Regions from separate parts of the Rattus norvegicus genome. Here region 1 is linked to region 2. The links are chromatin contacts, called in public Hi-C maps. All regions are on one chromosome and are shown on one strand. Each heading gives the region's core, a stretch centred on a gene start, on an enhancer-like site or on the middle of the called end of the contact. The rest is flanking DNA. Distances are from core to core; before and after follow the strand shown. Region 1 overlaps Tmem63c (transmembrane protein 63c). Region 2 has its middle 34 kb from the start of Lrrc74a.

Region 1 (7,398 bases), core at 960-3,459, 270 kb before region 2:
TTCAGCACCTGGAAGGTGGTCATGATGGCTGCACAGCTCCACAGGTTACTGTGACAATGCACACATGTGGTTCGTACAATCCCTTGTGCGGGGATGAGAACCACATCAGCCCTCAGGATTACCAGTGCCATCGTCAAGCTATTGGCTCCTCTGAGATGGTGCTGAGGAATCTCTACTCCTCCTTGCCACCCATTCGACTTGGGGACAGGAATGAGGAGAGACACAGAGAAGAGAGGGTCTACTATTCCTTAAACTGCAGTCATTGGCAGCCATTGTCTTTATGCTTTCCATGAACAAAAACCAAATTACACCCTCCATTTGGGCCAAGGAGAGACAGGAGGGGTGGTGAGAATGCTGGTCTGTGAGGCAGGTGCCCTCTGTGGGTGCACACCTTGTCTGGTGGGAGAGGGAATAGCTCTCTCCTGCCCACACTCTCCTATCTTGCCTTCCACTGTCAAAAGCAGGATGTGCTGCTTTTCTGGGTCTTCTAATTCTGAGCCATCCTCAGCAACTCAGGAACGGTATCAAAAAGAGCTGGCTTTGCCTTCAACTCCATCTTCCCTCCCTGTCTCCCTCCAGGCATCCAGGCCCACTGCTGTCTAACGAGCCAAGCCGGCTCTCTGCTCTCCACTTCCCGATGATCCAGACATTGCAAGAGCAAATCTCAGGAGTGATTTCAGAATTAAAGTGGTCTGTAGGGAGAAGGGAAGGCCATGGGAATGGCTCAGGGATTAAGAGCACTTGCTGCCCTTCCAGAGATCCAAGTACCCATGTTGGACATCTCACAACTGTAACTCTAGATCTGATCTATCTCCCTCTTCTGGCCTCCACGGGACCTCAAACTCATGTTCACATATGCCTGCACAGGTACACACAAGGACATATAATTAGAAATAAAGTCAAAAAATTTTTAAAGGTGGTCTAAGGAGTTCTGGGGAGGTGCCAACTTATTGATCGCTAACATTTGTCGAGCATTAGCTCTGGGCCAATCTATTCCATTTAAGGTTACTTCATTTAACCCTCATCAGGACCCCAGGGCCCCAGAACAGAAACAGCAAAGCCCAGTGAGCTTAAACAAGTCATGGGCCTATCAAGAGGCAGAGCTGGCCCTCAAGCCTGAGTGTTTCACTGCCATCCGCTGGGGTGACAGTATTGACAAAGATGGCAGAAAGGGGACCTTGCCCGAGACCCAGTCTACAGGTATAAAGCTTTCCTAGACTCTCAGGTAAACATGGTGGACATAATCAGAGCTCTAAGCTGGACCCTGCAGCTATCCAGCTGAGTCTCTCAGTGCTGCCCAAGGCTCAGTCACTATCAACCTTCCCACACCCAATCAATCAGCAGGAACCAGCACACACACACACACACATACACACACACACACACACACACACACACACACACACACACACACCAGCACCACCACCACCCGGTGCACAAATTTGTACCTCCTGCCTGTCCCCACCCACCACCTGGCCCTCTGGGTCTTTTCAATAACTGTTACCTTTAGTTAACAAGAGGAAAGATTATCCCCCCTGGTTCGAAACAAATGAGTTTTGTGTCGTGTAAACCCCTCCTAGCTCCACTTGCCTTTGGATCTCCTCCTCTCCCTGCCATCACCCTTTTCTGGGAGGGCAGCTTGGTGCATGAGGCTTGCTCGTGTTGCTAGTAGGAGCAGAGTTGTAGGAGAGTTGCAGGAACTAGGGGTTCTGCTTCACAGCCCTGCACACATGACTTGCCAGCTGGCCGTCAATCTCGCCCTGAGTTGAGCCTATCCTTGCTCCAAAGTGTCCTTCATCTCCCAAGACTTCATGACCAAGGACATTGTGTTCAATGTACAATGTGATGGAGCTGAATCTCCTGAAGGCTCAGACACTGACCTAAGCCTGCGAGCGGGCAGATTTGAGGTGAGAACCTGGACCTTCTGGACCCCATTCAGGATCCTCAGTGGCCTCTCAGTCTTGTGGAGCAAGGTAGGGGCTTTGAATCAGCTGGAGGTGTATGGGGAGCACAGAGACCCCTGTCCTTACCAGTAAGCCAGTTAAGGACAGATGGAGGGACACCCTCAAAGATTCCCTTGGGCTGGGCTGTGTTCCCTCTTCTTTGGTGAAGAGGAAGGGACACTTTGCCACAGATTCATGCCTCCTGGGGAGAGCTGGTGCACAGAAAGGCAAGCATCAAAGAAGCTTCCTGATCCGAGGTTGCAGAGAGCAGATGGGGAGCCCCGGGCCTCCAGGAACAGCCCTCCTGACAGACGTGCTTTGTCTATTGGATCAGCTCCGCTCTTCTGAGCATCCAGTCTTCCAACCCAGTCATTTGGGAAGCATCATAAATCCTGGTTTGGATTTAATATGCATATACAGCTTTTAAAAAATCATGAAAATTCTTAAGGGTGTTTTTATGTCCTGCACGAAGGCCAGCTAGATTCTGTTCTGTCATCTTGAAAAGAGGAATCTTGAGCCTGAAGAGCCCAAGAGACTGGCTAGGTCAGGGAGCTAATGGCACGGAAGGGGAAATGAGTCCCACGTCAGCCCCTCTGAATCACGCTGCTCTGAACCACACTCAAGACAAAACAGCATTGAAAAACCCCAGGCTCAAGACAGAAGTTAGTGGGGGAGAGGGAAAACTATGCTGGAATCCAACTCCAGGCTTGAGTGGGCGTGGCTTCAGATGGAGAGAGGGGAGGAGAGGGGGCAGATTTGAGTGACAGGAAAGGAGTGATCTCTAACCACCATTCATGCCTCAGAAGCAGCCTAAGAGCCACGGCCTAAGCAGCAAGAGTCAGTGCTCCATTCTACAGGTAGATAAACTGAGGCCAAGTACTAGCCCAGAGTTACAAAGCCGGAGGGAAAACAAGGCAGAAAGAGGGATGAAGTGGCCACTCTAGTCAAGGCTGGAAGTTATATAAACTGACTTTCCACCTACCTCACTCAGACCTTACAGGGGTGCCTCTCCTTGATGGAAAGGTTCCCTCTCTTGTCCTCAGACTCTTGTCAGTTCAACCCAAGTGAGCCATCATGGCCATGTCCAAGTTAGACAGGGCAAGAGGTGAAGCAATGGGGATATCACAGACATCAGACCTCTAGAGGCTGGGCAGCGGCTTGGGTGACAACCTGTTTGTGTTCATATAATGTCTGCTTGTGGGGGGGGGGAGAAAGAGGAGGAGGAAGAGGAAGAGGAGGAGGAGGAAGAGGAAGAGGAGGAAGAGGAAGAGGAGGAAGAGGAGGAAGAGGAAGAGGAGGAGGAGGAGGAGAGAGAGAGAGAGAGAGAGAGAGAGAGAGAGAGAGAGAGAGAGCGAGAGCAGGATGCTGGTCATGGTGGTACATGCCTTTAAATCCCTGCACTCAGAAGACAGATGCAGGTGGATCTTTGAGTTCAAGGCCAGCCTGGTCCACAGAGCATGTTCCAGGGCAGGCAGAACTACACAAAGAAACTCTGTCTCAAAAAAACAAAAATAAAATAATAAAATAACCAAATCAAACCAAAACCAAATCAAAAACCAAAACCAAACCAAACTAAACCAAAAGAACGGCAGGATGGACTGATGTTCTAAAACAAGTGTCCTGATTTTTGTTTTTGTCTTTTTTTTTTTTAAATTTAAGGAATAAAGAGCAACAGCAGGAAACCCTTAACATTACAGCTCTTTCCGAGGTCTCTAAATCTTTTCTGGTTTAAAATAAACCCGAAACTAAGTGAGCATGCTCTGTTGTACACAGTAGTTTAAAGGGAAGCCTTGGATTTTCTAGGCACAAACATCGTTGGCTTCCCTTCATCAAACCCCTTGCTGCCTCTCAGGTCCTCTAACGCTGCCAGATCTAACTGCTTGTCAAGTGGGAAGGGGTCTTTGTGCAGGCCCCTGGTGGCTTTAGGAAGCTGCCCACTCAGGAAGATGGTCAAGCCACCATCTCTTCTTTCCACCCGACCCCCTCATAACCGGATGGCCTTTGCTCTCAAAGACCTGAGCATTCTCTGGCCCACGGGCTCTCCATCCCCATTAAGAATGCCCTGTTAGGAGTCAGATCAACTCTGCATTCCCAGGCTGCCCTCCTGGAAGTTCCCGTGTCTCCTCCATTCCTACAGCAGCACTCCACCCAGAGTTCTCCCCCACCCAGTGCTAAGAAGAATGCGGCAGGCACGTTCTTTCTCTCACCAAGCTCATTCCAGGAGAGGCTAGGACAGATCTTGCTAAAAGGAGCTGTCTGCCGTGTGCGTGTAGCTCACAGACAAGGGCCACTGAGCCCAATCTGGAGTGTTTCGGAGGTTTTCCTGAATAAGGCAGTGAGGGAATCCTGTAGAAGGAATTCGGTTGCTTTCCTTACTCTTCCTGCTATAGATGGTTCTGCCTGACTCACTGGCTTCACTTAGCTGAATCCCCCACCCCATTTTCATCCATTCTCTCTCACCTCCTCTCTTCCAGCCCCAGGGCCTTGGCGTATTCTAGTCCCTGCCCAGATGTTCCCTGCCACCAACACTAACTCATTTTGCCACTAATCTAGTTCAATGTTTACTTTTTTTTTGGGGGGGGGGTCAGTTGACACCTCATGACCTCTACTTCACAGCTTCTTGGGAGGCAGACACAGTGCAGCATGTAATTGTAGGTCCCTAGAGCTGGCTTCCTTGAGTCTGACCCTAACTTCTGCTACGTATCAGCCCCATGACTTTCAGTAGGTGTCTTAATGCACCTCAGTTCCCTTACTTATAAAATGGATATACTAATGTTCTCCTCCCCCGCTGAGTACCTGTGAGGACTAAGGGAGCCAAGCGAATGGCTCACACACTGTCCAGCACATTCAGTGATGCGTTATTTACCTTGTGGGGAGCTAGTATACCGCGTGGTCACTTACAAGCTGACCTTGCACATGACTGGCTGCTCCAGAGACTAGCCAATCCCTAACACAGCCTGAGCCCTTGTTCATCATCAACTCCTCTGCTGCCTGGTAAGGCTGGATGCTTTGCAAATATTTGTTGGAGATGAGATAGTCAGGAAGCTGGGCAGAGGGACTTATTTGGCCTTGTGATGTCAGACCCAGAACATATGGCCTAGAGGGGACCGTAAAGAAACACTGTCACCCACTGTCACATCTGCTGGCCAGTGTTGTCATAAGCTTCTCACCTCAGGCTAGGTAGCTCCTGCCTATCTCTATCCACGGCGGAGTTGGCTGGAACCTGTTCTTGGAGGTTTCTGTCTTGGTTTAGAAAAAGAGATATTCAGCACACCTCCCGTCTGAGGGCGGTAGAGCAAATGCAGTCACAACTGGGCAAAGCTGAGCCTCAGGGACCCTGAGTTATCCCAGTAATTCTCATCTCCATGGCAACAGGTCTGGACTACACTCTCAGCCAGCAAGACTGGGCAGCCACTCAATTCCTCATCAACGGCAGGGTAGAGGCTCCAGGGTGTGGTTCTCTCCTCAGCCTCTATCTCATTAAATCTCCAGCATGAGTCCAGAGGGGAGCAGTGGGGAGGGAGAATGGGGATGGGAGGGAATCGCAAACATGCAGTGAGATAAGGCCCCATCCTAGACTCAGCTCTTGCTGCACAAGGATAAAGGCCGCCAGCCCGGAGGTACCCACAGCAACCAGGTAAGCAATCAGGTAGATGCTGTTGGTGACACCCCCACTCCGCCTCCTTCTGCAGCCAAGACGAGCTCTGATCTATCAAGGCTGTACAGACAAAGGCTGAACCCTAGTCTCACTCAGACTCCACCCGCTGTTTACAACTCACTCATATCCATATAGATCTCGCCTTATCAAACATCTGATCTGTGCCACACTAGGAATTGAGGTGCAAAGACTAGCCGCATGTGGCTGGACCATTAGTAAGCGTACAAATCGGGGGAAGGGAGCCAAGCTTTCAGGTTTGCGAGCAGCAGCACTTCAGTCTAGAGGGCAAAGCACAGTACTGAAGTACAGACAGGCACAGAGAATGCTATGCCTTGTAAGTGCCTGCCTGGTTAGGGCCCAGTTTTCTCTTAGAGCATGCGTAAGAGACTGCTGGCAGAATTTACCTTCAGGGAGGAGAAGTGGGTGGTCACAGATGCAGCACAAGGGTCTTCCTGGTCAGTTTTGTCCTTGTCACTGTTTGAATGAGGTATTCATGAATCATGATTCAATTATCACTGACTCACTACAGGTTCAGTGGTCAGTGAATGGCAGTCAATGGCAGGTTTGGAGTCAGTGTCTCCAACAAGTCCCTGAATGGTGACAATACCACTGGATCATGCTTTAAAATTTGCCCTGTGGAGGCAAAGTTCATAGAAAGAGGTGGAAGGTCCCCCTGCAGCCCTAAAGCTGAGCCTAGACACTGGAGATAAACTGGCAGAGTTGGTCTGGTTCTCAAAGCCATGGCGTATCTGTCAACTGCAGTTTCCAATCACAGAATCGCCTAGTCAGCCTGGACTTGGCTCCTGAACTTAAGGAGCCTATAGTTCAGGCTCGAAGTTCCCTATGAAGGGTATGGAATAAAGGAGCTGCAAAGTGTGGGGATCACAGAAGGTAACATCTGATTCTCCCTAGAATCCAGAAAGGATACTCAAAGGCTAGGCCGGCCAAAGGTGGCCCCTTAAATATAGACAGTCTACCTCCTAGAGCTGACAGCTTGCTAGCTGCAAGGCACTCTGCTCAGACTCTACAAGCACGGGCATTGTAAACCAACCCCAACAATTCAAGAAAGGATCCCCACCACCATGTGAGCTCTGAGTCGATAGGACAGCCACACATCCTCAAGGGCGCAAAGGCCTCCGACCACAGCATGATATTCCAAGAGCAGACCACTGAATGCACAAAAGCCAAGAGGGACGCAGGGGAGGAAGGCATTTGTCGGTCCAGATTGTGTTCAGGCTCCCTGGGGGAGCTCAGGTCCCTAGATGGAAATATGCCACCCTCAGATGAGAGGAAGGCCAGGGTGAAGCCCATCCCTGGGCTGGGTCTCCATCTGTCTAAATAGGCCGGAAGCCATGCTGACTGCCTCGGGGGTGCTCTGAGAGCAGCTGCCTGCTCAAAGCAAGCTGCTTTGGTGATGGGTGGTGGAAGCCAGATGGTTGACGATGCCCGTCTAGTTTACACCGCCTCAGAGGGCCCATGGAGCATCAGAGTCAGGAACTCATGAGAGTCCTGAGGCTTGCATGTGAGGAAGTACCGAGGACTCTCTAGCTACAGACCTAGGGACAAAGCTCAGCCCAGGAGGGAAGCAGAGCCAAGTGGTGGAGGGGCTGCAGGAACTGTGGTCACACCTCGTCCTCCTGTTCCTGGATGACTCTTTAGAGGGGGGAGGGGTCACTGACATCAGCCAGAGCTAGATGCCTTCCCTGCCACCTACCTTGCTCCTCCTCAGCCTGAGGTTCAGAAAAACCACTCAGACCCAAAGACTAGAGAAAATACTAGAGAAAATACACTGCCTAA
Region 2 (6,859 bases), core at 57-2,556:
GATGTTTGCATTTCTGACTGGCCATACTGGCCATACGAAGATTTGAGGGTCTTGTTTCCCCTCCCTGGATATGTTACAAGTTAATTTCCTCATAAAGGCTACAGGCTTGGGGGTTAAATATGCTTGTCACCCAAGCCTGGAAACCTGAAGCCCATGCAAAAGGCAGATAGGGTAGTCTGGGTGTGTAATTGTACCCCTCCCATGGTAAAGTGGAAGGAATAGGAAGCTTGTCCTCGGCCAACCAGCAAACAGGAAGGAGTCTACCCCAAACGGTGGAGCTGAGGACTTGCACCTGAGGTGGTCTTCTGACCTCTACATGCACACTGTTAACATGCACATACCCAGAAACACACACACACTCATACTCACGCACACAAAGACCACACCAGGAAGCCACGTGAAGGTGGGTTTAGAAGAGAAAGCTCCAAGGACTGACACTCTGCTCCCTCCCTGTGGAGTCCAGACACCACCGTCCTCTGCAATGACTTGTTCACCTCCACGAGCTTTTCATGAGTTGGACCGGATTGACTGAAGGAGGTTAGAGGATCAAACTCCACCTCCAGGCCACCCCTGGGAAGGAAGGAGTTGTCTGAGGCTGGACTGGAAAGCCCAGCTCTTTGGTCTTTCTGGTGATCAGCTCTTATCCCAAAGCCATCTGAGGGCAGCATGAATCACCATTGGCATAACAAAGGCATTTCTTCCCAGGAAATTCCAAGGCTTTTGACACTCTTGCCCAAGAACTGGGGAAAAGACTTATTTTAATGTTAGGAAATGAGGGGTTTTCTCTCTGTCCTGGCCTGGCCCCCATATGTCAATTTTCTTTTTCTTTGTCTCTATTGTCTAAAAATTGTATTTGCACACATTTTTTATTAGCAGGAATGTTGTGTCCCAGGCATCTTGAACTCATAGCAGCCAGCCAGACAGTTACCCTGACATCTTCAAGCACTCTCAAAGCCTTGGCAACTCAAAGCCACCCCACCCCCCACGCCCTAATCCCTGTCACAAGCATTGTGGCTCATGTCCATAAGCCTAACCCCCAGGAGGCTCACAGAAGGATTGCAGAGCATTTGAGGCCAGTCTGGGCTATAGTGTGAGATGAGAAAGGGGGGGGGGGTGGGGTAGGGGGAGAGAGAGTCAAACACCCACACCTACACACACACACACACACACACACACACACACACACACACACGAAGAGAAGACCCTCTGAGCTTCACTGGGCTCTCCTCCCCATGGGGCACGCTGGGCTGGAAGCCAGCTCCCACAGCTGCCCGGCCTTCCTCTCCTGCCGGAATGTGATTCGGGCTTCCGAGAGCCTTCCCCTCCTTTTGGTTCAAGGCTCCTGGTCAGGAGCCAGGGTCTTAGGACACAGGCTAGCTTTGCCAGCCATTGTTTTCTTTTGTTTAAAACAAAAACAAATCCCAAGCCCCAACTTGGTAGGGCAGGCTTGGTCTCCTGAGGACACTAGAGCTGCCACCAGGACTGATTTTAGAGGCTATGGCCTGTATCTGAGGAACGACTGGGCTATGGTGCTTGCTTGTTAGGACGGAAGCTGCAGAATTTGGGGTCTGTGCCTTCCTGGGGGCTCATGGAGGGGTTTCCCCCTGATGTCTTGCTTTGTTGGTCTATAAACCAGCACCGCTCCATCATCATGTACTGCAGTTCCCACCTCCTGTTTCTCAAGACACGGTTTCTCTGTGTAGCCCTGGCCGTCCTGGAATTCCTTTGCAGACCAGGTTGGCCTTGAACTTGTAGATATCCACCTGCCTCTGCCTCCTGAGTGCTGGCATTAAGACCATGGGCTGTTTGCATACCAGCCTTAAGCCCAAGCCTGAGGTCGAAAGTCCTCTGCAGCATTTTTGAGACTCAGGGCTTGGGGGTGTTGAGGTGACCCTGTCTGTGCCCTTTGGGACCTTCCAGTCCTCTCTGTCAGGAGTGGGACATCACTGTCATGAGGTTGAGAGAGGAGTTAGCTCTCCACAGGCAGCAAGGATGAAGGGCCTTGATAAATCCTAAGCTACTCACAAGCTGGAAAACAAGTAAGGGTTTCAGAATACACGATTTCACAATCTCTTCACGGGGCTCTGTTTATTCTCATCCTCCTCACTTATAGATAGGCAAACGGAGGCCAGAAACATGGAGCCCACGGCCCAAGGTCACAGAGATGATTACTGATAAAGCAAACTGAGAATTGCAAAATTTCAGACTTTACATGTATTGACTCTAACATGCAGAGGTATCTATCCAGCTTCCTGCTGCTTTTGTTCCCTAGTAGGATAGCTGATTCCTGTGGGTGGGGATCAGCAGGACTCATCAACCTTTGCTGTAAGTCTCTCTCTCTCTCTCTCTCTCTCTCTCTCTCTCTCTCTCTCTCTCTCCCTCCCTCCCTCCCTCCCTCCCTCCCTCCCTCCCTCCATCCTTCTCCCACCTCCATTCCGGCCTTAACAATGTAACAGTGTATTCAGTGTATTTCCCACTTTTGATGTCTGAAGAGTGTTCACCCTGCCCCCTGGTGGTGCAAAGGTGCAAGGCAGCCTCAGGAGGACAGGGAAGGGTCATGGTTAAGACACATTCTTTTTTGGGACCCTGGAAATCATTGTGGGCACGATACCGAACTCTTATTGAGAAATTAATTTAACAGTTCTCATTCTGTAAGGGTCCATGCTTCATCCAAGAATGATACCCTGGATTCAGTATGTAAACTCAAAGAGTGTTTTATTCTGCAGAAGTCCAGCATGCTGGGGTCTCCCGTTGCCAGAATAGAGACACAACTAAGTGTGCTCACAGGCCTGATTTAAAGCACATAAGGGAATTCTGGGGTAGGTGACCTTTGTGTTAATTTGTTGGGTCCATCTCTATGGTCATTCCATTACCGGGTGTGGGGCTGGAAACTTGCTGGGGAGGTCTGGACACTGCTGCTGACCCATTGTCCTTGCCCCAGGCCAGGTGTCCGGGCATCTTCTGAGGCCTGGACTTGCCTGGAATTGCCCAGTTCTTGGAAACAGAGATTTAGGTCTCCTTACCTGTCCTGGAATCAGCCTCGCCTTCTCAATCCTACAGTCCGGGGAGGGTGCAGACCTGGTTCTCAAAGCCCAGTTGGCATGTGGAAGGATGGATAAACAGGCTGCTGTTTCCTAGGTCTCTGGGCTGTCTCTTACCTTGATGGCCTCTGCTATTCCTGCAGGGTCCTCCTGTCTACTCGTGGAGATAGAGTTGCCACTGCCCCTCCCACCTTCAGGCTCCTGCAGGCTTGCTCAGGGGGCTGGGCTGTGCTCCTGCCGATCTGCCCATGGTGCGTTCTGTTGCTTAGTGGGCTGGTTAGATAGGGAACTGGCTGTAGAACTCTGCCCAGGTGCCAGCTTTTCTTCCTTACTACAGAAGAGCATGGTAGTTCTTAGCGATCCCGACAGACAGTGAGAACATGGAGCTTCGGAGGGGTCTGCACAAGTTTGGGCTGCTGGATCCCTGAGGATGATCAAGCTGCGTTCCAGGGGCAGGCAATCAGGATGTTGAAGGAAATGTTGGAAGATTTCAAATTCAGGCACTATCTCTCAAGAGCTCAGTGGAAGTAAGGACTTTTGGAGCTGACCTGACATCTAGTGGCTACAAATGGGAATGACGCCACCTTTGAGAATTGCTGAAAGTAGTGTGGGAGGCCTCTTGGGATACTGGGGAAAGATTGGGTCTCTCGTTATTTAGGGTGGAGTATCAGTGTCAAAGGGTGACGTAGAGGACTGGAGGAGGTAGATTTTTGGCTCTCTAGAATCTCTATCATTCCCAGAAGTCAGCCTGAAAGAAAATCAAGTTTGTAGGAACCTTTGCTTCCGTTTCAATTTTATACCAAGACAAAGAGAAACAGGAAGCTTTCATTTATGTGTAGCCATTCTGATTTTCATTTTTTCCTTACACATTTGGATGTTCTTACCAGCCACACAACCCTTACGGTTCCCATAGGACCCGTGAGTTATGCATGCCCTGTAACAATGTAAAGTTAGCAGGTCGTGAAAGATTTAAAAGACTCCTGACTTCAAACACTTCGCCTTTGAGGAGACAGTTCCAACAGCCACAGGACACCCCGATATATCCTCTGCCTTGCTTTTTCTCCACCATCCTAACTGTGACCTGTGGGCACACATTTTTTGCAATCTACTTTTAATAAGGGTTCAACCTCTCCTCTAGCCCACCATCCAGCAGAGGGAGTGGAAGAGAAAAGTTATTAGGATGGGGGAGACGTGGACTTGTTCAGCAATAGTTCTTTGGGGGCAAGCTTGATCTTCTTGGGCAGCAGTTCGGTCCCAGAGCAAACACAAAATAGGACTCAGCAGGTGCAGACCAGTCCTCTAGGCAGGCAGAAAACAGGCAGGAACCAGCAGTCACAGAGCAGTCCTTTCAGCAATCAGACACTAGGCAGCTGTATTTCAATCCTGAAGAAACCGCCAAGCTCACCAACTGGCCTAAGGTGAGGCCTCAGAGGAGTTTCTCAAAAATGGTGGGCGTTACCACAAGTTGAACTCAACAACACTATGTAAGGCGAACCAATACATGCATGTCTTTTTTTTTTTTTTTCTTTTCCACATGGAGAGGTTTAATGAGAGAAGAGTAGAAGAAGAGAGGAAAGGCGGCCGACCATGGGCACATGGAGGTGGGGCTTGGGGGCAAGAACAGAGAAGAACAAAGGGCAAGAGAGGGTAAGAGAGGGTAAGAGAGAGTAAGAGCACATGCATGTCTTCAGCGAAGAATAGCAAGGTGGAGCAAACCAAACCAGTGTTCAGTGCTTGTCTCTCATTGTCTGTGGGGTCATATTTATACTCCTTCATCCCGGGTCCTTTCACATGTTTGCTTTATCAAAAGATCCTTTCACCTGTTTCTGCTTCAGGAAAACGTCCTTTCCTGTGTCTGACCCAGAAAAACATCCTTTCATCTGTGTCTTCAGGAAAACCGTCTTCCACATGTGTGCTTTAGCAAGATATCCTTTCACCTGTGTGCCCCAGCAAACCATCATTTGACATACATTCCAAAGAACTAGAAGTTTCCACTTTAATGACCCTGAGGTCTCATGGAAACTCAACTTAGCTGAGGGTGGAGCTGTCTGCGGCACAGACCTGTCAATCATCTCTCTGTCTGATTGTCATGTGCACCGTCTGCCCTGGTTGCTCCACAGTGGTAACTGGTGACACTGTACTTGGCATCCCTCAGCATGCCACAAGCCTGGCCAAACCACCAGAGCCCCACGTGTGCTCACGGCTCTTTCCTTTCTTCTTTTTGCTTAACTCTTTTTTTTTCTTTTTTTCGGAGCTGGGGACCGAACCCAGGGCCTTGCGCTTGCTAGGCAAGCGCTCTACCACTGAGCTAAATCCCCAACCCCTTGCTTAACTCTTGAAGTCTGCCTTTCTTTTCTCTTCCTTCCCTGCTTTTTTATTTATGTTCACATATGTGAGGGTAGCTGTGTGTTGGCAACAATACTTCTAACTCCTGAGTCATCTCTCTGACCCCTTTTATTTTTTGGGCTACACAGCTAGTCGGCTGTGTAGACTAAGTTAACCTCAAACGTATGGTGATAGACTTTTCTGTCTTGGCTTCCAGGGAGCTGGGATGGCTGGCGTGAGTGGCCTAGCTTTATCTGCCTCCTTTTTCAAGACTTAGACATTTTTATATATTTTGTGTGTGTACATGCATGTGTACATGCATGTGTGTGTGCATGCATGCATGCATAGATGTGTGTGTGTGCGCGCACACGCACGTGCATACATGTGCGTGTGTGCCACAGCATGCATATGCAGGTGAGGGGACCTCAGGACTTTTTTCCTCCTGTCATTGGTTCCAGGATTGAATTCAGGTAACCTGGCTCATGCAGTAAGTACCTTTGCCACCTGAGCCACCTCGCTGCACCTCTCAAGTAGTTTTAAGAGGTCAGGAGGGATTGGGGATTTAGCTCAGTGGTAGAGCGCTTGCCTAGCAAGCGCAAGGCCCTGGGTTCAGTCCTCAGCTCTGAAAAAAAGAAAAGAGGTCAGGAACAGACTGAGAAGTTTCATTTTTGCTGTTCCATTAGCCAGATGAGACCACTGAGGCTCTAAGGTCACATGACCAGGCCGTGCTGTGACGAGGTTTTGTGCCCTTGACCATGATTTTGTGCCTTAACCAGGTCCCTGTAGGCTCTTTTCCTTCTGCCTAACAATCCCACATTCCTGGTTAATCCTTGTAGCTATAAATGAGACCACCTAGATTGTGCCCCCTTGATGGTCACTAAACCCAGATGTAACTTTAATTTTTTTCAAAACCTATTTTTAATAATAATTCTTAAACAGTTTAATCTCCCTTCTAGCCCACCACCCACCAGAGTAACTAGGAAAGAAAGGATACAGGGGAAGTGGACCTGTTTAGAAAGGTTCTTTGAAGCAACTCCCATCTGTGTTGCCTAGAAATCGGCAGTTCAGTTCACAGGTGAGTAGTATCAGTTGGATCCACTTGCAAATACTTCGTGGATGCCAGCAGTCCAGTTCGGTAGAGTCGGGAAAGCAAACACGAATCAGTGGTGGTGGCACAACCTAGCAGAGACAGCCAGGCCTCGGGCTCAGCACCAGTCAGCAGGAAGGACCAGTGCCAACAGGAACACCAGGAAAAGTTCTTGGCTGTGCCTCTCTCAGAGAAACGACAATCAGAGAAGACCAACAAGCAGTGCACAGCTAGATCTGTAAGCAATCCTAGCTCAGCCTCCACCACCAACCGTCAAGTTCCATTTACACTCTCTCCAAACATTACGTGTCCTCCATGGGTCTTGCCTCAGAACATGAGTCTGCCTCAGCCGACAAAACTCTGTCAATCAGCCCGAGTCCGTAGAAGTGGCAAGAAACTGCAGCAC

Evidence for each region. Hi-C and Micro-C count contacts between places; a contact is called where the count stands out from the background.
Region 1: a contact with region 2 is called in a Hi-C map of Schwann cells, with 5 times the contacts expected there. The contact joins two enhancer-like sites. A contact is called at or near these places in 8 of 12 Hi-C or Micro-C datasets (the A7r5 cell line, Schwann cells, frontal cortex and 5 more).

What each region holds. Positions count from the first base shown.
Region 1 is chr6:112,417,217-112,424,614 of GRCr8, reverse strand. The region is part of intron 2 of Tmem63c (transmembrane protein 63c); the gene reads right to left. Among named protein-coding and RNA genes, the nearest start is that of Tmem63c, 17 kb to the right of the region's middle. Within about 2 kb of position 2,209, at least 10 of the 93 cell types and tissues checked have an H3K27ac peak or open chromatin away from gene starts, as enhancers often do. A contact at or near this core is called in Schwann cells, where this site is marked.
Region 2 is chr6:112,147,483-112,154,341 of GRCr8, reverse strand. No RefSeq gene overlaps it. Among named protein-coding and RNA genes, the nearest start is that of Lrrc74a, 34 kb to the right of the region's middle. Within about 2 kb of position 1,306, at least 44 of the 93 cell types and tissues checked have an H3K27ac peak or open chromatin away from gene starts, as enhancers often do. A contact at or near this core is called in Schwann cells, where this site is marked.